Linked DNA regions of Mus musculus: all the other regions are linked to region 4. A link is a contact called in public ChIA-PET and promoter capture Hi-C data. All regions are on one chromosome and are shown on one strand. The core of a region is the stretch at or near the end of the contact, and the rest is flanking DNA. Distances in the headings are between cores, read along the strand shown.

What was found. Promoter capture Hi-C pulls out the DNA fragments that hold promoters and counts their contacts. ChIA-PET counts read pairs in DNA pulled down with a chosen protein or histone mark.
Region 1: a promoter capture Hi-C map of hippocampal neurons shows a contact between it and region 4, with 4 times the contacts expected there. The contact joins the enhancer-like site here to the promoter of Acbd6 in region 4. A contact is called at or near these places in 6 of 39 promoter capture datasets (the 3T3-L1 cell line, the C10 cell line, frontonasal cranial neural crest and 2 more), 1 of 484 Hi-C or Micro-C datasets (Th2 cells), 7 of 115 datasets of contacts at active chromatin or transcription factors (astrocytes, bone marrow-derived macrophages, embryonic basal ganglia and 4 more) and 2 of 9 other capture datasets (liver and pancreatic islet).
Region 2: a promoter capture Hi-C map of the SN4741 cell line shows a contact between it and region 4, with 2.9 times the contacts expected there. The contact joins the promoter of Tdrd5 here to the promoter of Acbd6 in region 4. A contact is called at or near these places in 2 of 39 promoter capture datasets (the SN4741 cell line and hippocampal neurons) and 1 of 115 datasets of contacts at active chromatin or transcription factors (fetal liver).
Region 3: a promoter capture Hi-C map of pre-B cells shows a contact between it and region 4, with 2.3 times the contacts expected there. The contact joins the promoter of Axdnd1 here to the promoter of Acbd6 in region 4. A contact is called at or near these places in 2 of 39 promoter capture datasets (hematopoietic stem and progenitor cells and pre-B cells).
Region 5: an RNA polymerase II ChIA-PET map of memory CD8 T cells shows a contact between it and region 4, with 6 read pairs. The contact joins the enhancer-like site here to the promoter of Acbd6 in region 4. A contact is called at or near these places in 9 of 39 promoter capture datasets (the C10 cell line, embryonic stem cells, frontonasal cranial neural crest and 5 more), 1 of 15 datasets of contacts at CTCF or cohesin (large pre-B cells), 4 of 484 Hi-C or Micro-C datasets (B cells, Th1 cells, cerebral cortex and 1 more), 5 of 115 datasets of contacts at active chromatin or transcription factors (embryonic forebrain, large pre-B cells, memory CD8 T cells and 2 more) and 2 of 9 other capture datasets (adipose tissue and liver).
Region 6: a promoter capture Hi-C map of hippocampal neurons shows a contact between it and region 4, with 6 times the contacts expected there. The contact joins the enhancer-like site here to the promoter of Acbd6 in region 4. A contact is called at or near these places in 21 of 39 promoter capture datasets (the 3T3-L1 cell line, 3T3-L1-derived adipocytes, the C10 cell line and 13 more), 18 of 484 Hi-C or Micro-C datasets (CD4 T cells, the G1E-ER4 cell line, Kupffer cells and 9 more), 17 of 115 datasets of contacts at active chromatin or transcription factors (the SCID.adh cell line, acute myeloid leukemia, bone marrow-derived macrophages and 12 more) and 5 of 9 other capture datasets (adipose tissue, embryonic tail, embryonic trunk and 2 more).

The regions. Positions count from the first base shown.
Region 1 is chr1:155,004,595-155,007,953 of GRCm38.p6, reverse strand. No RefSeq gene overlaps it. Among named protein-coding and RNA genes, the nearest start is that of Gm51650, 7.4 kb to the right of the region's middle. Within about 2 kb of position 1,658, at least 40 of the 459 cell types and tissues checked have an H3K27ac peak or open chromatin away from gene starts, as enhancers often do. A contact at or near this core is called in hippocampal neurons, where this site is marked.
Region 2 is chr1:156,301,753-156,305,335 of GRCm38.p6, reverse strand. Tdrd5 (tudor domain containing 5) reads left to right here and starts at 1,988. Exons shown (of 18, transcript NM_001134741.1): 1 at 1,988-2,025; 2 at 2,734-2,969; 3 at 3,430-3,583. The coding sequence starts at 2,738.
Region 3 is chr1:156,419,060-156,422,365 of GRCm38.p6, reverse strand. Axdnd1 (axonemal dynein light chain domain containing 1) reads left to right here and starts at 1,451. Exons shown (of 26, transcript NM_001346967.1): 1 at 1,451-1,520; 2 at 1,836-2,031; 3 at 2,955-3,127. The coding sequence starts at 1,938.
Region 4 is chr1:155,556,189-155,559,744 of GRCm38.p6, reverse strand. It overlaps Acbd6 (acyl-Coenzyme A binding domain containing 6), which reads right to left and starts at 1,625. Exons shown (of 8, transcript NM_028250.3): 1 at 886-1,625. The coding sequence starts at 1,107.
Region 5 is chr1:154,792,227-154,796,001 of GRCm38.p6, reverse strand. It overlaps a transcript of Cacna1e not described here. Among named protein-coding and RNA genes, the nearest start is that of Gm51649, 7.1 kb to the right of the region's middle. Within about 2 kb of position 1,436, at least 46 of the 459 cell types and tissues checked have an H3K27ac peak or open chromatin away from gene starts, as enhancers often do. A contact at or near this core is called in B cells, memory CD8 T cells, neutrophils and 1 more, where this site is marked.
Region 6 is chr1:155,025,877-155,029,481 of GRCm38.p6, reverse strand. It overlaps Gm41980 (a long non-coding RNA gene), which reads left to right. Exons shown (of 6, transcript XR_001779499.2): 4 at 609-664; 5 at 2,650-2,780. Among named protein-coding and RNA genes, the nearest start is that of Gm41977, 6.5 kb to the right of the region's middle. Within about 2 kb of position 1,366, at least 140 of the 459 cell types and tissues checked have an H3K27ac peak or open chromatin away from gene starts, as enhancers often do. A contact at or near this core is called in the G1E-ER4 cell line, the HPC-7 cell line, the SCID.adh cell line and 11 more, where this site is marked.

The DNA of each region.
Region 1 (3,359 bases), core at 409-2,908, 550 kb after region 4:
TGGCTCCTGCTGAATGTGGTGGTGCATGCAGGGACAGGCAGACCTCTGAGTTCAAGGCTAGCCTGGTCTACAGAGGGAATTCCAGGACAGTCAGGGCTACACAGAGACCCTGTCTCAGAAAAAAAATGGCTCTCTTGTACATTTTATATATTAAAATTAAGAAAATTAAAATTTTCTCTTTGGAACTTTGAGTATTTGGATCTCAGTGGGTGGGTGGGCAATAACAAATGAACGATGTTGTGTGAGGAATGTGTCATAGTCAGGGCCTGGGGATGATGCTCTCTAAATGCACTGGTACTCGCTTGGACCCCACGGGCTTGCTACCCTGCTTTCCACTTCTTTTTGCGTATGTGAAGCAAGCTACTTATAAGAAGGAAGGGGTTATTTAAGCTCATGGTCTCTGAGGTGTAAGTCTACTGTCACTAGATGCCATCATTTTGGGCCTGTAGGGAGGCAGAACATGGTGTGTGTGTGTGTGTGTGTGTGTGTGTGTGTGTGTTGGGGAGTATGGTTGTATGGTTGAGCAAAACTATTTAATTCATGGCATCTGGAGAAAGGGGGAGGGAAGGAGAGAGGGAGAAAGAGAGGGGTGGAGATTATGACTGGATATGACTGTTGTCATGCCTTGCAAGGTATAACCCCCATGACCTCACTCCCTTCCGCTGGGTCCCACCTCCTAAGGACTTTTACCACCTCCTGGTCCTGTCCCTCACTGGCAATGAAGTTTTCAACTCATGCCTTCGGGGGACATTTAAGATTCATAAAATTGTAACCACATGGTTGCTAAGGTTATTATGAAGCAGAAAATTTGAATAATGATTGTTTTGTTCTCCAGCCCTTTGAGGCTTACATCCCTGCTGGGAAGGAAGCTGAGCAGATTTTCAGTTTTCTCTCCTCTACCCCGCCTCCTGCAGCCCCCCTCCCCGACTGCAGAATGGAACCCCAAGACTGACTGCACCATACACAATGAATCTTGGGTGCTTTTCCCCATGGGTGTAAGAGAGCCAGGGCTACATCATAGGAGAAGGAGCCACACACCCAGGCAAGATATTCTTCTAGGGAAGGGTACTTTGGAGTTAGGCGTGTCCAACCCATAGAGAGAAAAAGAGCCTGTACACGGCTCTGTACAGGGGTTTCCAAGCTTACTCGTTCCTGGAGTTTTCTTTTCCTACAGGCCGCCAGGGTGCGCCTGGTGCCTCCGGCCTCTGCGGCCGGTTCCTCATGTTGCCACTGGGTGGTGCTGTGTCCCGCGTGTACAATGCTGTTTCAGACCAAGTGGCTAACCTAGTCCTCAGCAAATCTGTGTGTTCTGGAAGCTACCGGGGCCATGGCTACCGGGGCTTACAGCCCAGAGCTGGAGTAGAGATGGTGTTCATGTAAGAGAGCAGCCTTAGAGAGAGGAGCCTTCATTCCATACAAAGTTCTGCAGGGTTTTCTGGGGAGGCCCTTGGTTTCTGACTTGGCTTTGCACCCAGGCTAAACAGAACCCGAGTTCTGGTGTTTTTAGGCGTTAGTTACCCACGTATTGGTGAATTCCAAGCTACCAGTGAGCAGAGATATACAGAGGAGACAGCGTGAGTCTCTCTAGCTAATGTGACCACGGAGATGAGTGGTTAATTCTCGCAACCTCGATTTCCTTTCCTACAAAATGGGCTAAGGCATTACTCGGAAAGTACCCGGAAAGTAAGAGGAAGTAACTTGATCTCACCTACCCCTTAAAATGGCTCTGCTTGTTCTAAAGATCTGGTTTCATGTCAGCTTTCCCAGTGAACTACAAAGTCTGTGAAAGCAGAGACTACACATCCCACGGCCATCTTTGTATTTCTAGTGTCTGGCACAGGGCCTGGCACATAGTATATGCTCAATAAACATGTCAACATCAAACTGAGAGCTATGTGAGCAGATCACGTGGTGGGGATTGCTTATGCATGATAACAGCTGTGCAGAGACCCTTCCCTTGGGTTTACATCTGGGCTCTTGGGCTCCTTCTGTGACTCTGGGTGAGCCATACATCTCTCCTCCTGAGCTTTCTCTGAACCATGGAGGGTTAACTTGTTGATTCTTGCATGGATCCTTCCAGAGATGAGGCATATTTCATCTTTTCAAAATGCTGTGGTCGTGGACTGTCGTATCCTGGGCTGGTTTTCAGAAGGAGTGGTGTGGTTGTGTTCCTTGGGCTACCCAAGTGCTGCTGCCCAGGCTTATGAACTTAAGTTTGTATCACTAGAGGCTGGTGGGGTAGGGGCTGAGACACGGGCATCAAGATCTCCTTGGCTCCTCCCCAACTTGTTCTAAGTCTTTAGAGCAGAATAGAGGACATGCCAAGGTTGCCACACCAAATGTAAAAGTGATGCCTACACATGGGAAAAGGAGTCTCTCTGGCTTTCTCCCGACAGAACATCAAATCCACCATGGTCCTGCCAACCCTAGCTCTGAGGCTGCCTCCCTGTGTGCTTCCAATAGCATAAGCCGTGCCCTCCCCCCAATCTCCTGTGTCCCCTGACACCTCAGCTGCTGCCAGCAACCCCCAGCTTGGCACTGCATGCTGCTGCCCACCAGTGGTGGCTTCCTTGTCTCCTGGCTTCCTTCTAGCTGCTTCTGTCTGCAGGGGGGTAGGGAGGGGTGTGTACGTCTGAAGTGTGGGGCTGGCCTCCCAGTGAGCAGGGGAGAGAGCTGCCTCAGGTTGTCTGATCACTGCAGGGGCTAAGCCCTTACCTCCTTCCACCACCCTAGCCCTCTCACCCCCCCCCCATCTGCTCACAGAGGATGTGGCTTCATTCTCCTTCTCTGGGAGTGGGTCTGGAGTATCATGCAGCTCCAAGTCCCAAGGCTTTCTCCTTCCAAGCAGCCCTTTGGGAAGGGTCTGTGTGAGGCATCTATCACCTTTCCATCTCCGGACACTGTGTCCATTCCAGTGCTTAGCTTGTCTTGCTGAGACCACCCTTCTTGCTGATTGACTGTGCCCACTCCTCTTCTGTTACCTCTGATTCTTTTTGCCAGTTCTTACCTGGGCTACTGCTATGACTTGCTAACAGGGGTCTGATTGCTCCCTTGACACCTTCTGCATTTGAGCATATTCTCTAATGTAAGTCTACTCAGGTCTCCCTCCTTTTCTCTGTCTCTATTCTTTCTCCTTCCTTCCTTCCTTCCTTCCTTCCTTCCTTCCTTCCTTCCTTCCTTCCTTCCTTCCTTCCTTCCTTCCTTCCTTCCTCTCTTCCTTTCTTTCTCCTTCTTTCTTTCCACCTTCCCTTTCTTTCACAAATGTGCCACATACTGTTCCAGACACCTGAAACAGGGCAGGAGATGAGTACAACCAAGACAGACACGGTCTCAAGTATCTGTGGGCCACACATACCTCA
Region 2 (3,583 bases), core at 739-3,238, 750 kb before region 4:
CTCCATACAACCTAGAATTGTGTAGGAAGAGAATCTCAAGGATTGGCTACATCAGGTTGGCCTGTGGGATACTTTACTAATTTGGTGAGTTAAACTGGGATGACCCATTCTGAATGTGAACGTCACCACCCCCTGGGTTTGAGCCCTGGGTCAAGCAAGAGAGAAGAAAATGAGTTGGTCACTAAGCATGCATGTATTTTCTCTCTGCTCCGGGCTGCAGATGTTACAGGCTGCATAAGGTTTCTTCCTTGACTTCCCCAGTGATTGATTGTAACATGGAATTGTGAGCTAAAATAAGCCCCCTTTACCCTGGTTGTTTTTTGTCAGGGTGCTTTATCTTTTATCGCAACAACAGAAATAAAACTAGAATATTATTCATCGATTGTTCTATTACAGCCTGCATCAAAGCCAGGCATTTTGACCCACACCGTAATCTGTCCATAGTAGAGGCAGGAGAATTCCAAGTTTGACGACAGCCTGAGCAACGTAATAAGACTTGCTCCAAAAAAGGAAAAAGTTAACTTTCTCAGTAGGAATAAAATATAGTTAACCTATACAGACTTCTTGGTGCTAGGTGTGTTACATTTGTTACCGCAGATCATTGGTATGAGAATCTGAGGTGATATCCTTTTTAAGGGAGTCATCCAGTGTGCTATTTCCTGAAAACATTTTAACTCCACTCTCTTAATGTTGGCTTGCCAATGGAAAAAGATTCATCTGGGTAGGTTTTACTCCAATGGCAATCTAATTAACACTGTTTTAGAGATAGCTGTTCATACCTAAAATCTCCATTCCTTTTCTCCTAGGCTTTGTGTAAGAAGGGATTTTTGTTTTAGTTAGTTCCGAGGACTCAATGGGCCCTTAAAAATATGAAGACGTGTTCCTTCTAAAACTTGTCATTGAAATGCTGCAGTATTTGGGTCCATTTTTCATTTTAGGATGTTCTGTTAATCTACTTATCAGCTACAACTGCTCTACTATAAACCGAAGATATAAATCCTTTCTAGTTTTAGTTTTTTAGGGATTCTTTAATAGTCCTCATTCATTGATGGTACATTTTGTTCTCTTGGAATATTCACTTACGGGTTTTAGGCAAGAATGGCTTAGGGATCCCGCCCCCTTTATGCAACCGGCCAGTCTCCAGCTGGGGCTTTCCTCTCTCCACCTCCAGAGAGCTAGGCTCAACAGGTGTGCATCACCCCACCTAGTTTCCGGCCTCTTAAGTTGAATCCTTTGAGTATCTTTTAGGTTGTCCATTTAAGAGTGCATACAGTTAAGGGAAAGGTATTCATATCCTGCATTTCTACTTGCTAGTTTTTGAGGACTCCTGTCAATCTAGTTTACTCTACAAATCCAGCAAACATATCCAAATGAAATTATCCTCCATAGTCTCCCACTTCTCTTCTTTCCATTGCTCCTGGGATGTTCTTCATTCCAAAAGTCCGTCCATCCATCCATTCCTCTCTTCTAGGAGTCAAAGTCGCTTTAAGGTCAGCAGTAATTCTCAAGAATCAGACTCGCTCTTAATTTTTTCCCCCAAATAAGCGCAGACCTACGGGGGCGAGGCGAGCTTCCGGCGGGGCGGGGCGGGGTGGGGGGCACTAGTCCTGGATCCGCAGGATCCGCATGTGCCTCCGCCGCGGTCCCCGCCCCCCGCAGGTGCCTGGGGGCGGGGCGGGGCGGGGCCGGGCGGCGCCGCAGGGCTCAGGTGGAGGGTGGTCCAGCGGCACCTGCGTCTTCCCGCGGCTTCGGGAGGAGGTAGATGCGGCGGGTTGTAGCGCCGTCCCAGAGGGGGAGCCGGTCCTCGGCCTCACCCGCACCCACACGCTAGGTCTCCGCTAACCGTCACACCGGCCGCGCCCGCTCGCGTGGAACGTGGCGCACCGGACCGGACGGCCCGCAGTGCGCAGGCGCGCGAGACCCTCGCCGGCTCAGCTTCTCCGCGGCCCTCCCGGAGCGTCCCGGACCTGCGGCGCGCAACGGCAGCGCGGGTGCGAGGGAGCGAGGCGGGCGAGCCGCAGCCAGGTAGTGGCGGGCCGCAGAGGGATACGCTACCGCGGTCCTCAGCATGACTCAGATCACGGGAAGAGCACGGGGCAGACGGGAGGACCAGCTGAAGGAGGGAGGGACCCCGGGACCCCCACCCTTCCCGAGTCCATGGAGGCGACCAGGCGGTCTGCGATCCGCTCACGCTTCTCCTGGTCACTCATGCACCGCGACCCTTGGTTCCCAAAGACCGGCTGAGAGATTCCATCTGATACTGAGCAGCAGCGGGGAATGACACCCTCTAAGGAACTTGAGATCACCCTTTAAGCTTCCTTATTAGCCGGGCCCAGTTGGGACTTAATGCCAGCCAGCTGCGAGGATTGGGAGGGCTCATCCCTACAAGCTGAGCTTTGGAGTTTGTAGTGAGTGTGGCCAGAGAGCTTGTGCTGCAGGAGCCTTGGAACACTTAGGGTATTGCTTTAAGCCTTATCGCCTGTAAAACTCACATCTGAGTTTTTATATAACATGGCTGGTCGTTAAAAGGTTTTTGCGTGGTGGCGCACGCCTTTAATCCCAGCACTCTGGAGGCAGAGGCAGCGGATTTCTGAGTTCGAGGCCAGCCTGGTCTACAGAGTGAGTTCCAGGACAGCCAGGGCTGGTTTGTTTGTTTGCTTGGTTGCTTATGGGTTTTGTTCTGTCCTGGTTTAACCACTTTCAAGAGCATTTTCCCCCCCTTCAATCCTGTAGCACGATGTCTGAACAAGAGCGTATACAGGACTGTCTGAGGAAAGAGATAAGGTCCCTTCTTATTTCCACTAAGGATGGTTTGACTCCACAACAGTTGGAAAAGGAGTACCTTTTGATGGTTGGCAACCATCTCCCGCTCCGAATCCTTGGATATCGGTCCACTATGGAACTGGTGTTGGATATGCCCGATGTGGTTAGTGTCTGCCCCGGTGGGGATGGTACCGTAATACTGAAAGGTAGGTTTAAGACTTTGGAAGGTCTACATGAGCCTTTACAGTTAAGATGTACCACTAAGTACAATATCCCGTATCCCAGGGCGGAGGATTTTAACTGGGGTGATAGTCATGGGTACCTTTGAGGTTGTTGGGGGAAGTGAGAGCAAAGGAAAGCCAAAACAGCTTCCCAAATCCCCATTCCTAAGTTCCTAACACTCATTTTAAATTTCACTAGGCACAAATTAGTGACACTTCCAGACCCTGATTAGCAGTAAAACATCTTCCAGCTGGTAGAGGAGTTGGGAAGCTTTTATTGGTCAGAATGTCAGAAATGATGGACCCAACAGCTTTGTCTTACTCTACCTACATACACAGCTCTGTGGAGAGTTAAAAATTGCCGGTGTAATTGTAGATACAAAGGGTAAATGGAGTATGTGTTTTACTTGAAAGTGATTTCTCCACTGTCCCCATATCTTCTTAGCCATTCCAGACGAATCCACCAAAGGAATAGCAAGTTTGGTTGCAAAGCAGAGAAGGAGCCATAAGGTCCGAAACTCCATGCCAAAGGGAAGACCCAGCATATGCTCTGGCCGGGTGCCTTACCGAGGAAGGGTGCCCCCAATTCTTCCAGCTGT
Region 3 (3,306 bases), core at 202-2,701, 860 kb before region 4:
CCTTTCTCATGTAGCCCAGGCTGGTCTAAAATTCATTATGTAGCCAAAGATAGGCTTGAACTCCTGATCCTCCTGCCTCCATCTCTCCAGTGCCGGGGTTACAAAGTGTGTTCCATCCACCACATTCCACCATTTAATGATTTTGTTGTCATTAAAAATGAAACTCAAGCCTGCAATTCTAACAGCATTATTTAAAACCAACATTTGGGGGCTGGAGAGATGGTTTAGTAGCTAAGAGGGCAGACTGCTCTTGCAGATAACCTGAATTTGGTTCCTAGAACCCATGTCAGGTGGCTCACAACCACCTGTAACTCCAGGGGGTCTGATTCCCTCTTCTCTGGGGCATCTTCCCTCACACACAATAAGCACATATACATAACCTAAAAGAATTAAAAGTATAAAATCAAAGTGAGCAGTCATGCCAACCGTGAGTGTGGCACACCCACAAGAGCTTTCTCTTGTTCAATCTACAAACTGTTTTATCAACGTCACAAGCCAGATGCACAGTCTTGGTTAACTTGAGTCCAAGTGGACCCTAAACCTTCATAAACCGACACCCCCCCCCACCCCCCCACCATGCTGTCCTTTGCCCCTGCACGACAATGAATAGCCATTTGATTCAATAAATGGACACAATCTCTGAAGAGATTTCTCCCATCTCCCTTGCACTGCAGGAATGGGTGGCAACAGTTAGGTCATGCAGGGTGAGCAGAGTTACTCTGTGCTCGTTTCCATAGGCGCGTCAATGGGAAGATTGTTGCCAACTACTGATCATGATGTGCTTGCTCCTACAATCAGTAGATTCTTTAGAGAGAATGCTAGAGAGCCGATGCTACTGCAAATGCAAATTGGGGCCCATTTCTTTCTTTGTAACCTCCATTAGCCTAGGTGAGAAAGTCCTGCTCAGGTATTTGTCTTCTCCTTCAGCTACTGTTGGCATAGAAAGCTACCTGACACTAAGATGAACCGCACTTACGAACACGAACTGAGTGCATAGAAGTGACTTGAACAACAGAACTAGGCTGTTTGCTAGTTTACTCCTCCTCCTCTCTTTTTGAGACAAGGTTGTCACTAAGTTTCCCTGGCGGATTCAGAACTCATAGATTATGCTAGCCCTGAACAGATTCAAGAGCAGAAGGTCTCATTGCTACATCACCCTCTCTGCAAGGGCAGGGCCCGGGGAGTCTCTACCGGCGCAGGTCTGCGCTTGCGCAGTCTGCACCCGGAAGCGCGGTTTCGAGAGCCTATCCCATTCCGAGACAACAACCCGATTCAATATTCTTCCTTATTGCTACTACCCATGACTAAAAACACACGGAAACTTCTAGAGAGTGTAGAGACTCCTTTTCATCTCTTTTCTTTTGACGGCTCTGCCGGAGGCGGCTCGGCCCGCAAGTTGCTAGGACGGGGGGGGAGCGGGGAGCGTGGGGGGGGGGGCAGAAATGTGCTGCGTTGCTATGACGACGCAGGGCGTTCCGGAAAAGGGATGGCCTTCCGACGCCAGGCGGCAAACACAACTTGTGGGTACAGCGGCCGGTGTCGTGCACTCCTACAGTGCAGTCCTAGGACTTTGCTGAAAGAACCGTGGGAGCCCCGCCCCACTCGCGCCCGCGGAGCTGGGTCGCGCTGACCCGCCCGCAGTCTGTAGGGAGGCGGAGCCTGACTTTCCCGGGCTGGGCCCTGACTCTGACCCACCCATACCCCATCTCTGTCATGTCAAGTTATCTTAGAGGGCTCCCCAAAGAAAGGAAACCACGCCAGATGAATTCTGAAATTCAGTCTGAACACAAACACTCAAGAGATCTCTCTGTTCATTTGCTTTGTTTTGCCTACAGAATTATGGACAGCTTGAAAGTCTGAACACGATTTTGATTTGTTTTTGAATTAATTTTTTGGAGGATTAATAGTTCTGAGAGTGATCCCAGGCATTGATTATTATGTCTCTCCACAAAGTGTCGGACACTTCGCTGACCTCCCCATCAACATCTGAGTCCAAACAGGCAAAACTCTATGTAGTCAAGGAGGCAAAAGGTAAACTTAAGGATGCCGTGGACAGAACCATTAGGGCTACTGAAAGAATTTGCAATCCGTTCTCCCTTTCTCCTTAGCCAGCCTGAACACTCACCAAGTCAGAATACTGTTTCATCTTCATTTAAATACTAATAGCTATATGAAGTTTGGTTGCTTCTTCTCTGACTTCAAGGGAGCTTTAAAAACATAGTTATGTGGATAAGAAAAACATAACTTAGTTCAATATGCCTATTTGTATAAGATTCAAGATGTTTTTTGAGATTCCTTAAGATTTCCATCCTTGGGGCTGTGTCTTGGAAGGCAGAGGCAGGTGATCTCTGTGAATTTGAGGTCAGCCTGGTCTACATAGTAAATTCCAGGCTAGTGGGAGCTACATAGTGAGACCCTGTTTCAAGAAAAATGTAAAAAGACGTAATGATAAATGTAGAACCTGTACCAGAATAAGAATCAAGGCAGTCACCGTCTCACTCTTGCTCATCAGACTGAGGCTATCTCCAGTCTTAAGGTCACAGAGCTTTTTGGGTTGTTTCTTATTTATATTTTGCTACAGTTCCATCATCAACTCAAGGAGGTACGGATTCAACTCAAGGACTTACACTAAGCAAGCACTCTATCCTGAGCTAGCTACCTATTCACTATTTATGTTGCAGGGCAGTGGAGGGGTTGGGGCTTGGGTTGGCTGTACACTCACTCTGTGTAACCCAGGCCTTTTACTTTGTATCTCTCTGCATGTTCTCACATCCCCCTTCCACTCTTCCCTCCACCCTTCTAGCTACTCCTGCTTTAAGTATTCTTTGTAGCTGGGCTCCTCTGCTAGAGGCACCCTTCTTGTTAGAAACACAGGATACTGCTGAGGCAGTCTGGGAAACTTTAACTCCCCGGAACACTCCATTAAAAGTTTGTCTTTCCTAATACTTCCTTAGGGCTTCCTGAGCTAAAGGAGAAAAAATCCATGGTGAACCACCTCAAACCCCTTCCTCCCCTTCAGAATGACTACAGAATCCCCGAGGAAGTTCTTCTCTCTCTGAACTATGCAGCTAATGCCGGTCCCTGTCCTGAAAGCTTACTGCCTGTGAAGAAACCTAAAGCCCCAAAGGTTTGTATATACATACCTATCATGTTTGGGGTCACAATCCCTTTTTTAAAATTCACTTTGTTAAGTGTTTGGTGAGCAGAAGTTGTGTTCAGATGATCTTTTAAAATGCATATTTAAATTAAAAAAAACCGTTATTATTAGTTCGTGTGTGAGTTTGGGCTCAGGGTCAGAAGACAGCT
Region 4 (3,556 bases), core at 376-2,875:
GGTTTTCCTATTTTCCTAATCATCGATTTTCTTTTCACATTTGCATCTAGATTCCTTAACTAATCCTGTAAGCTTCTTAAAGGCAGTGTCATGATGTTCTTTCATCTTTGCATTCTCTATAGACAGAACACCCAGTGTTCTGCTGAACTGTATCTGTCCACTGAAGGAAGGCAATAGTCTTTCCTTCTGGTACCTAACCTTGAAAGATAAATTAGTCTTATGTTTATAACTCAAACCTGTCCTTACTTTATCGGGTAAAATTCAGTTTTAGAGACAAAAACTACACTTTAATTCTGATATATCCATGTAACTTTCTAAACTGCCTACTCCCCTGGGTTTTCTATTTGGAAATGAAAGTGATTCAGGAAGCTGAGTGGAGAGTTAGTTCATCACCAGACCTCCATGTTACCTGCATGGAGCCCTTAATTTTAAAAATGTGGAGGGACTATATCTAGCAGGACCAAATTCAGCCAAAAACATAACAACTATATTTAGAGTTCCTAAGAATCATAATAGTAATATTGTTAGCATCTTATACACAGTAATGTTCTCTTAAATTTCAAACTTATTATTAACATTACCATGTTTCCTATCACATGTCCTTCTGGCAACAGCGAATGCCAAATTTTATTTTATCATCCTCATTTTGTAAAGGTTCAGAGGCAAGGCCACTGAAACATTGTCATTCAGTGCCCGGCTACATAAATATTCGTTGGATATCAGAGAGATTATTCCATGTCCAGAATGATGCTATTCTCCAGGGTAAAAAACAAAAACAACAAACACACACATACAAACTTCATTACGCTCGACCATTAGCCACGCAATCTGCTACTAAGTTTTTGGAGGAAACAGCCCACGTCCTCTCATCCACCCATCTTTTACCTGCTTGAACCTGGCATACAGGTACAGGAGCTGCTCCCGGCTGGCTACCTGAACCAGGCCTTGGACGTGTGCGGCAGCCTTCTCAAACAGCTCGGCCAAACTCCGGGTCCCCTCGGCCTCGGGGGTCTGGAAGGATTCCATATCACCAGAGTCGTCCCCGGAGCTCAGTTCCCCACCGCTGTCGCCTGTGGTGGCCCCCGAGGGTAGGAACGGTGTGGCCATGTTCACTAGCTCGCTGTGGCCGGTCCTCCCCGGTGTGGCGCGGGTTCCCGGGCCTGATCCACCGGTCCGGGTGCGGAGCTCGAGCGGGAGTGGGAACGCAGTGAGCTGTCTGGCGGTCTCAGGTGATTCTGCCACTCCGCCTACCCGGGCGCACAGGACCGCCCCGTCCTCCCCCGGTTTCCCCTCGGGCTTCGCCCGGGTCGCTCCAACGGTGCGGGGTCTGGAGGCCGCTCGGCTGGAAGATGAGGGGAAGCCGGCGGCGCGGCGCGTGCGGCTGGGACGGGAGCTGGGAGGTGAAGCGGGGCGCGAGCTCGGCGGGTCGGACGCGCACCCGGGCACGCGCCGGTGGATACGGGGCCCCGCCTGCTCCGCTAGCGTGGGTTGCGGCGGCCGCGGTGCGGGATGGAGATACGGGCCTCGGTGACAGACAGGGGACGTCGCTCGTGGTTTTGGGGGGGACTTCGGAGTCACAAACTCCGGAACTCACCCGGATAGGGCCCCCAGGGGAAAGGGAAGGAGGCGGTCCATTAGTGTAGCTGCTAGAGTAGAGTCGCGGGAAACAGAGAGCTGAGGACAAAGGTTCCGCCGTTTCCTAACCACCCACTCTGACTTAAAATAGCGAGTCACCAACAGATGGAAACCTTCCTTCACTGCCCCACCGTGTGTCTAAATGGTTAGATGACTCTCTCCCATCAGTGTTTTGTTTTCCAAACTTGCTGCCCCCTCATTTCCCAGCGCTTTGAGAGAAGGCATCACCAGGCCCCCAAACCTGCATCATCTCATCTCAGTTGTGCCTCACCAGGCCCCCAAACCTGCATCGTCTCATCTCAGTTGTGCCTGTGCTTCTTGAAGTGAAACCCAGTTCTATAGCTCTGCCGGAAAGGAACAGATCTTTCCACGTCCAGCACACTGTCAAAAAGAAAAAGTGTATGCATACACAAAGTTCATTACGTCTACACGCAGACCGTGTACATTTGCTATCAGTTTTTACGAAAAGCACGTTTTGGTACTCTCTCCTGCAGGAATTTGAGAACCCCAATGTGGAATGTCGCTTGAAGAAACTGCTCTCAGTTTTTGGGGTGTCTCACATCAACTGTGTGTGTGTGTGTGTGTGTGTGTGTGTGTGTGTGTGTGTGTGTGTGTGTGTGTGTGTTGTTACTAGTAGTACTAGTAGTGGTGCTAGTAGTAGTAGTAGCTTTCACCAACCCAAAAGCTAAGAATGTCGTCAACTATCTTCTTGGGCCTGTAGGAAAGTTTTCCCCGTCTCAGTGTTACTGCTTCTCTGTGTACCCGCCAATGTATTTTTAGTTTGCTTTGATTTATGACTTTCTTTGTTCTGTAAAACTATGAAACTGTTTCCACATTGGAACTTGGAATTTGGGGTAACCTAAATTTGTAGTCACTCGAAGTGACTCCAGAATAAACTATTATTTATCTTTAAGATGAGTGTGGTGATTTGAGTAAGAGTGGCCCCAATAGGCTCATATACTCGAACGCGTGGTTATCGGGAAGTGGTACTACTTGTGAAAGATTAGGAGATAGGGCCTTGTTGGAGGAAGTGTGTCAATGAGCTTTCAAAAGCTCAACCCAAACCCAGTGGCTCACTCTTCCTGCTCCCTGTAGATCTGAGATGTACACCTCTCAGCTGCCTCTCCAGCACCACGTCTGCCTTCGTGCTGCCATACTTCCACCATGATGAAAATGGACTAACCCGCTGAAACTGTAAGCCAGCCCCAATTAAATGCTTTCTTTAATAAGAGTTGTGGTCATGATGTCTCTTCACAGCAATAGAAACCCTAACTAAGATAATGAGGGATGTGATTTTGGTATCAGCAGTGGCTAGTATGTTCTAAATATGGTAGAGACACACACTCATGTGTAGTCATTTATCACTAGTAGCTTAAAACTAATAAAAACACTAATAAACATAAGGCTAATAACAAAGAACTACAAAGAATGGTTATTGATTGACCATTTAGGATTAAACTTTCAACAGAACTTTGAACAGGATAAGTGAACAATGAGAAACAGGAAGAAGTTAAATGGCTTGGGTCTGACTTTCACGAACATTCTTTGAGAATAGAGAATGTTTCCACTATTAGTCCCTCCACAAAAGGAAAAACAAGGACAAATGCACACCTTATAACATGCATAGTGGTTTGAATAAAACTGGCCCCCATAGGCCGGTAGAGAATGGCACTATTACGAGGTGTGGCCTTGTTGAAGTGGGTGTGGCCTTGGGTGGGTGTGGCCTTGTTGGAGGACATATGTCATGGGGTGGGGGAGTGGGAGAGTTGTGGGGTAAGGGGTGGGCTTTGAGGTTTCAGAAGTTCAAGCCAGGTCTAGAGACTCACTGTTCTCTTCCTGATGCCTGTGGACCCAGATGTAGAACTCTCAGCTACTTCTTCAGTACCATGTCTGCCTGCGTGCCACCATGCTTCCCACCATG
Region 5 (3,775 bases), core at 187-2,686, 760 kb after region 4:
GACTCTTCCATTTCTGTCCTAGTTAGGGTTTCATTGCCGTGAAGAGACACCAGGGCCATGACCGAGGCAACTCTTATAAAGGCAAACATATAATTGGGGCTGGCTTACAGTCTCAGAGATTCAGTCCATTATTGTTATGGTGGGAAACATGGCAGCATACAGGCTGACTTGGTGCTCGAGGAGCCAAGAGTTTTTCATCTTGAACTGAAGTCAGCCAGGAGGAAGCTCTTTTCCACATTGGGTGGAGCTTGAGCACTAGGCTCCTTGAAAGCCCACCTATACAGTGGCTCACTTCCTCCAACAAGGCCACACCCACTCCAACAAGGCCACACCTCCTGACAGAGCCATTTCCCATGAGGCCAAGCATATTTGAACTACCACAGTCTCACTGCATCTGCATCAAAACTTTTTTGCTACCCTCATGAATCAGGGGTTAGCCAAGGTAGAGGATGCTTGATGCTTCCCACGTTGGTGTCTAGTCTAGCTGGTTAGGGTTGGTCCGTGTTCACTGAAGCGTCACCATCACCACGATCCCTCCCTAGGATTCGGCCTCCACTGTGTTGCTCCTTTGTTGCTTCAACAGGCTGGTCTCCCAGATCTCCAACTCCGCCTTTATCCTACTTGGCATGTCCACATGCGCTCACATATCTGAACATTTCTATGAAAACCCCTACCAGCCATACTGACTGTGGTCAGAAACACAACTACCGCCTCAAGTCACTCTTTCAATTTGCTCAGAAGTCTTTTTTTTTTCTTTTCGAGACAGTGTTTCTCTGTATAGCCTTGGCTGTCCTGGAGCTCACTTTGTAGACCAGGCTGGCCTCGAACTCAGAAATCCGCCTGCCTCTGCCTCCTGAGTGCTGGGATTAAAGGTATATGCCACCACTCCCGGCAAACGTCTTATTACATTGTACTTCCATATTCATTATCGCACTCTTGGGGGTAACATTTCGTTCTCAAACCCCACCATCTCCTTCAGCCCACCCGAGCTCATGCCTGGAGCTGCCTTCCTTCTTCACTGGGAAAACAGCAGTCACCAGAGGGGCATGTGTGACTCCCTTCTACAGCTCACCTCTGCATCTGCCCCAGAACCAGCTTTTTCCTTCTGTTACTGGGGCCTGACTGTTCCTCAAGATTCTTGGGGGAGTCTCATGCCTGGGTAGAGGAAGTCGAGTCCTCTTGTCTACTTCCTGTTTCCCATGCGTGTTCTCACTAGTTCCTTTTGAAGTCATTTCAACGTGACCTTCATCCTGTTCCTGGGTTACCTTGGTTCCCCCATTGACAATTTGATAGATGGTCTTCTGTGCCCATTTTGAGGGATGTCTAGCAGCAGGCGTGGTGGCCGTAATATTTTACTGCTGCCTCTTCCTGCCCCACCCCCGATGGTTGTTGTGAAACCACAATGATTCTCCACTTCCTCGCTGCTGCCCACCACCTCTCTTCCTGGTTCCCTTCCCCTTTCCCTGAGCAGTAGCTCTCTAGCGTCTGTTCTCTTCCCAGCACTGTTTATTTCCTAGCGCTCTCACTCAACTCCAGCCAGCGAGATGCCATCACATGTTGGTAACTCACACCTTTGTATCTCCATGGCATTTTCCCTTAATTTTAGACACACCCTACTCACCTCTTAGCGCCTTCAATTGTGTGTCCTTAGGCATCTTTAGCTTAACACTTCTAACACACAAAAAAAGTGTTTTTCTCTCAGGTCAACCTTTCCTGCTGCTTTCCTTTTCTCAGTAAATGGTACCTATGATCTGTTGGGTACTCTGATACAGGCACCTGTGACCTGTTGGGGACTGTGGTACCTATGACCTGTTGGGTATTGTGGCACCTATGACCTGTTGGGTACTGTGGTACCTATGACCTGTTAGGGACTATGGCACCTATGACCTGTTGGGTACTGTGGTACCTAAGACCAGTTAGGGACTGTGGTACCTATGACCTGTTGGGTATTGTGGCACCTATGACCTGTTGGGTACTGTGGTACCTATGACCTGTTAGGGACTATGGCACCTATGACCTGTTGGGGACTATGGTACCTATGACCAGTTAGGGACTGTTATACCTATGACCTGTTGGATATTGTGGTACCTGTGACCTGTTGGGTACTGTGGTACCTAAGACCAGTTAGGGACTGTGGTACCTATGACCTGTTGGGTATTGTGGCACCTATGACCTGTTGGGGACTGTGGTACCTATGACCAGTTAGGGACTATGGTACCTATGACCTGTTGGGTACTATGGCCAGAGATGTTGAAGCCACTTCCTTTTTCACACCAACACCTGGCTCTTGCCAGTCCCCCTTGGCTCTCCTTTTAAAAATGTATCTGCTCACCTTTATCTGCTCTGCCATGAGCTCCTGGCTCCAAGACACATTTTATTTCTGTTCAAGGACAGGTATATGTGTTTGTGTGTATATGTGTGTTTTTATGTGTGCATGTGTATGTTTGTGTGTATATATGTGTGTTTATATGTGTATGTGTGTGTTTGTGTGTCTCTGTGTATGTATGTGTATGTACTTGTGTATGTGTATACATATGTACGTGTTTGTGTGTGTATGTGTATATGCATAACCTCCGCTGTTGTAAATTTAATATTAAATGTATCACAATTACAACTTTTTCATCAGTGAAATAATAAGGTTGCTGATAACAAAATAAATAAGTAAATAAGTAAATAAAGGGACGCTCGTGGTTGTTACTAGGTACCTGGCACTCTTCTTCTGAATGTGAGTTTATTTACTCTTGTGTCAGTTGGACAAACCTGTCCTTGCTATTCTGTCATCTTGTGCCATTGTGATAAAACCCCTGAGAGACATCACCTTACAGGATGAAGCTCAGGTTTTTAATTTACCTTAGGTTTCAGAGGTTTTAGTCTGTGGTCTCTAGGTCTAGTTGCTTCTAGGCCTGCTGTGGGCCTACACATCCTGGTGGAGGCTCATGGCAGAGTCAATCACTCCCTGGTGGTCAAGAAGCAAAGAGAAAAAGCTCATGTTTGTGACATAGGCCCCTCTCCACAAAACAATTACACTAGGAATCTAGGAATGGACTGATTCATTGTGAGATCAGAGCTGTCAAGATCCAGTGTCCACCTAAAGCCGTGCCTCTGAACACTGCTACACTTGGGACCAAGCCCTCAATGTGAGAACCTTTGGGGGTGGGGCACAGAAAGTCATAAGAACTGTTATTTCTGCTTTTACAGTTGGGGCACAAAGCATGCAAGTACTTTGTTCAAAGGGCCTTGGCCCGGTCACCTCTTAGCCAGCCTTCCTATTCCCATTCCTAGTTGCTAGAACTTTTTCCCTCTGAGATAGCTAAGCATCCCCTACCCTCTCTCTTTAGATTTAAAAAAGGAGTTGGGAAGACAGGCATGGAGTTTCTGTGAGAGTCTGCAGCCATGTGTTAGAGCAGCCCTCAGCTCAGAACCCTATGGTGACTTCCTGTCTCATATACAACAGTCCTTTCTGTGACTTGTGGGGACCTGCATAATCTCTTTCCTGCTTGCAACCCTTGCTCTCTGTCTTCCCCAGAGGAGACATGGCTCTAACCCTCTGTCCCAGTCACCCCGCCCTCTGCGATAGCTACTTCCGGTCCTTGATATTCCTCCAAGGTGGCAGATCCCTCTCACCTTTGCCCCAGTGGCCCTTTCATGGATAGTGCCCTCTTCCCCGTACCTTCACCTTCCCTCACTGGTTGGAGGGACTGACAGACAGCTCTCTCTCTACGAAACAGTATCCGCTCCATCATCACTGACGCCTATGCGGCTGTATTTGTCATTT
Region 6 (3,605 bases), core at 117-2,616, 530 kb after region 4:
AGGGGTGAGATAAGGCTACAGGAGCCCCGAAGCTTCTGCTGAGGAGGCTGGGCTTTACATAACGAGCCACTGGGAGTCACGAACACAGGAAGATGATTCAGCCAACACATGGCGGCACAGGGAGACAATTCTATCTTCCTGTGGCGAGGGGGCGCAGACTCAGGTGTTAGCATTCATAGCAGCCGGAGCGGAGCAAGCCTCCGTAGCTGGGACACCGAACTGCCTGCCGGGGATCAGGAAGGCCGAGGGGCAAAGGTGGCTTGTGGGGAACTGCAGGAACTCTGGCCGAAACGTGGGGGCATCCAGTAAAGATGCGGCTAGGTGTGGGTGGGCAGGAAGAGTTAGGCGTTAGGGGGCTGAGAAGGAGGGGCAGGAGGGACCAGCCGTGGGGGGAGGGCTTTCTAAGTCCGAGGGAGTAGGGTCTAAGAGCAGGCTTTCTCTAGGTCATTCCCACATGCAGGTGAGCCGGGAAGACCAGCTGCTGGTCTTTCCAGTTGTCAGTGGCAGGGGAAGCCCAAGTTTCCATGCAGGGGGATTGCTGGTTCTGCTGACAGGCACCCCGTGCTTCCTGTTTCCTGATTGTAGAGAGAGCTATGTTTTTCCTCCAGGGAAAGAGGAAGTAGTCCCACAGCTGTCCCAGTAGCGGCTTCTGAGGTTCACCAAGGTATGTCCCTGGTTGTCTATTGGGCCTTTGAGTCCCTGTCCAAGATCCCAAGCCCATTGGGCAGTGAAAAAGGTTTTCTTTGTCTTACCAACTTCTAGGCCAGTATTTCCCAACTGTGATTAAAAGGAGCACCACCTAGGGAGTTATAAATAACCCTCGTGCCCAGGCAACAACCAAGACCAATTGAACAGAGTCTGAGGGGGAGAGCGTATTTGAAAGCACCCTGGAAGATTGCAGGGTACAGCCAAGCTTGGCAATCTCAAGTCCAAGTCCATGTTCCCGTAAATGGTGCTATTAACAATGGAGCAGGTGTTCCTGATGTCCTGAAAATGTGGCAAGGCCAGTCCAGGCTTCAGGGAAGGGCTTAGCAGGGGGAAAGGTCATTACCGATGTGAACAGCTTCTTAGTTACAAAATTGTCTACTTCCTCCTTGTCAGACAGCTGTGGACACCTGGACTGGACCCTTGTCCCTGTTCTCTAGGGTTGGGACAATTCCACACACACACCTGTTCTTATCTCTAGAACAGATTCAGGCTATGGTTCGAGTGTGTAGCTCGGACTGTTAAGCTAGCATACGGGAAAGCTGAGTGACTTTAGCCACCTACTCCAGATTTTCTCTCCCCAGGTTGGAGGTTGTGTTCAGGGTACCAGCACGGTCTGGTTCTAATGAGGGCTTGCTCATTTCCTGGCTTGCAGACAGCAGCTTTCTGCTCGTATCTTCAAAAGACAGAGGAAACTCTGGTTTCTCTTCGGAAGGTTAATCCTTCCAGACTCCAGTCTCCTCATGACCTCACTTAGAGTTAATAATCTTCCAAAGGGGTCCATGGAATCAGGGAGAGAGTACGGATGTCTTTCCTCTATACTTGTAGTGTGTGTGTGTGTGTGTGTGTGTGTGTGTGTGTGTGTGTGTGTGTGTGTGTGTGTGTGTACACGAGTCTCATTGGCCGCACAGGCTACCTGAGAGGGAGGAAGTGGGAGGAGTGGGTGGCTGCTCTTCTTGGCTGATCTCTGGAGACCTGCCTGCAGGTCTTGCAGTTGTGCACGCCCACCACACTGCCTGTCACCTCAGATGGATGATCAAGTCATACAGATGCATCCTCAGTACTTCTGGCTCCGCCTCCGTGGGCGGCGCCTCCCTGGCTTAGCAAGTCTGTGCTTTGATATTGAACTGCTTTTCTTTGCTCTGGGTGATTTCTTCATCACTGCCACTCATTAGTGTTCTTTGTTCCCCACAATTCGCTGGGGTTTACATAATGCTACTCGATTTATGTATTTTAATGCACACATTCTCATTTCGTTTCATTCAGGGAACAGGAACGAGGGTCCAGTCCAGGTGCCCACAGCTGTCTGGCAGGGAGGAAATACACAGAAGCAGTTCACACTTGTAATGACCTTTCCTTTGTACTTTTCCTTTTAAATAACTTTTTGTTTTATTTAGGCTGTGCACGGTTTCATAACTTACATCTTTTTAAAAAATCAATAATTATTAGCTATTCCTTTATATCTCTAAGGATCCTGAATATTTTTTCTTTTTTTAAAAAAGACTTATTTATTTTATGTATGTGAGTATACTATTGCTGTTTTCAGACACACCAGAAGAGGGCATCAGATCTCATTACAAATGGTTGTAAGCTGCCATGTGGTTGCTGAGAATTGAACTGAGGACCTCTGGAAGTCAGTCAGTGCTCTTAATCGCTGACCCATGTCTCCAGCCCTATATTTTTTTCATAACATCTATCACTACTTGGCATATTATCCTTCCCACAGTGTGTGTGTGTGTGTATGTGTAAATGTATGCGCCAGTGTGTATGCATGTGTATGTGTGTGTTTGTGAATGTGTATATGTGTGTGAGTGTGTATATGTGTGTGCATAAGTATGTGTATGTGTGAGAGTGTGTATAGTGTGTATGTGTGTATGTATTTGTGGGTAGAACAGATGATGTCACGTGTCTTGCTACATGGCTTTCTACCTTCTTTTGAGACAGGCTCTTTCACTGAACCTAGAGCTCACTGATTCAGCTGGGACAACTAGCAGTGAGCTTTAGGGCGCTGCCTCTCTCCTCCCGAGCCCAGCGCTGAGATTAGACCCCTAAGGCCGTGCCCATCGTTTTTTTAGGTGAGTGGTGGAGATCCAAACCCAGATGCCCTGCTTGCAAGGCAGACTTCCTAACTGGACTCAGTTCCTAACAAGTACTCATTTAGACTTTACTAACGGAACCATCTCAGCTTTGGATTCTAAACTTTAAACTTTTTCGATTTTATCTATTGCTGCTAAGTGTTTGGAGGGGCCTTTGGATCATCAACTTACAGTAAATACTACGGTGCCTGGAAGTCCTGTAATTAGAACTCATTTAGAAGACCATCAAACCTATTATAACAGGGCCTTAGGGGTTTGCTCTTGAAACTGCAGAATACTGATGTCTGTCACTGTTAAAGTTCACCTTGTTCCTCCTCCTCAGTCTAGGAGGGGGCGGGGGTGGAGGTGGGGAGGAAACAGAGGCCAAGGGATTTGCTTCAGGCCCTGCATCTTGTTAGTAGCAGAGCCAGGACGGCAAACCTGATTCCACAGCCTGGGGCTTTGTACTTTTGCTTTTGAACATCCACTTTCTTTCACAGCATGACCTGCCTCTGAGCCTCACAGTTTACAGGCCAGCTCTGGCTGCACTCTGTCCCCGTGGTCTTTCTCTCCCCAGGCATATGGCACATAAGTGGGAAAGGAAAAGATTGGACTTTAATAATTAGATGGTGACAGCTCAGGAGAATCTCTGCATGGGACCAGAGGCCCACAATGGATGAAAACACATTTTATATACGCCACTGCCCTCTAGTGGCCACAATGAATGTCAAGTCTACCAGATGAACAGTGAAGGCAAACATTCAGGCATAGTCTGAACTCTTAGCCCCGCATGGAAACATACACTGGGCCCCATTTAGTTGGTAT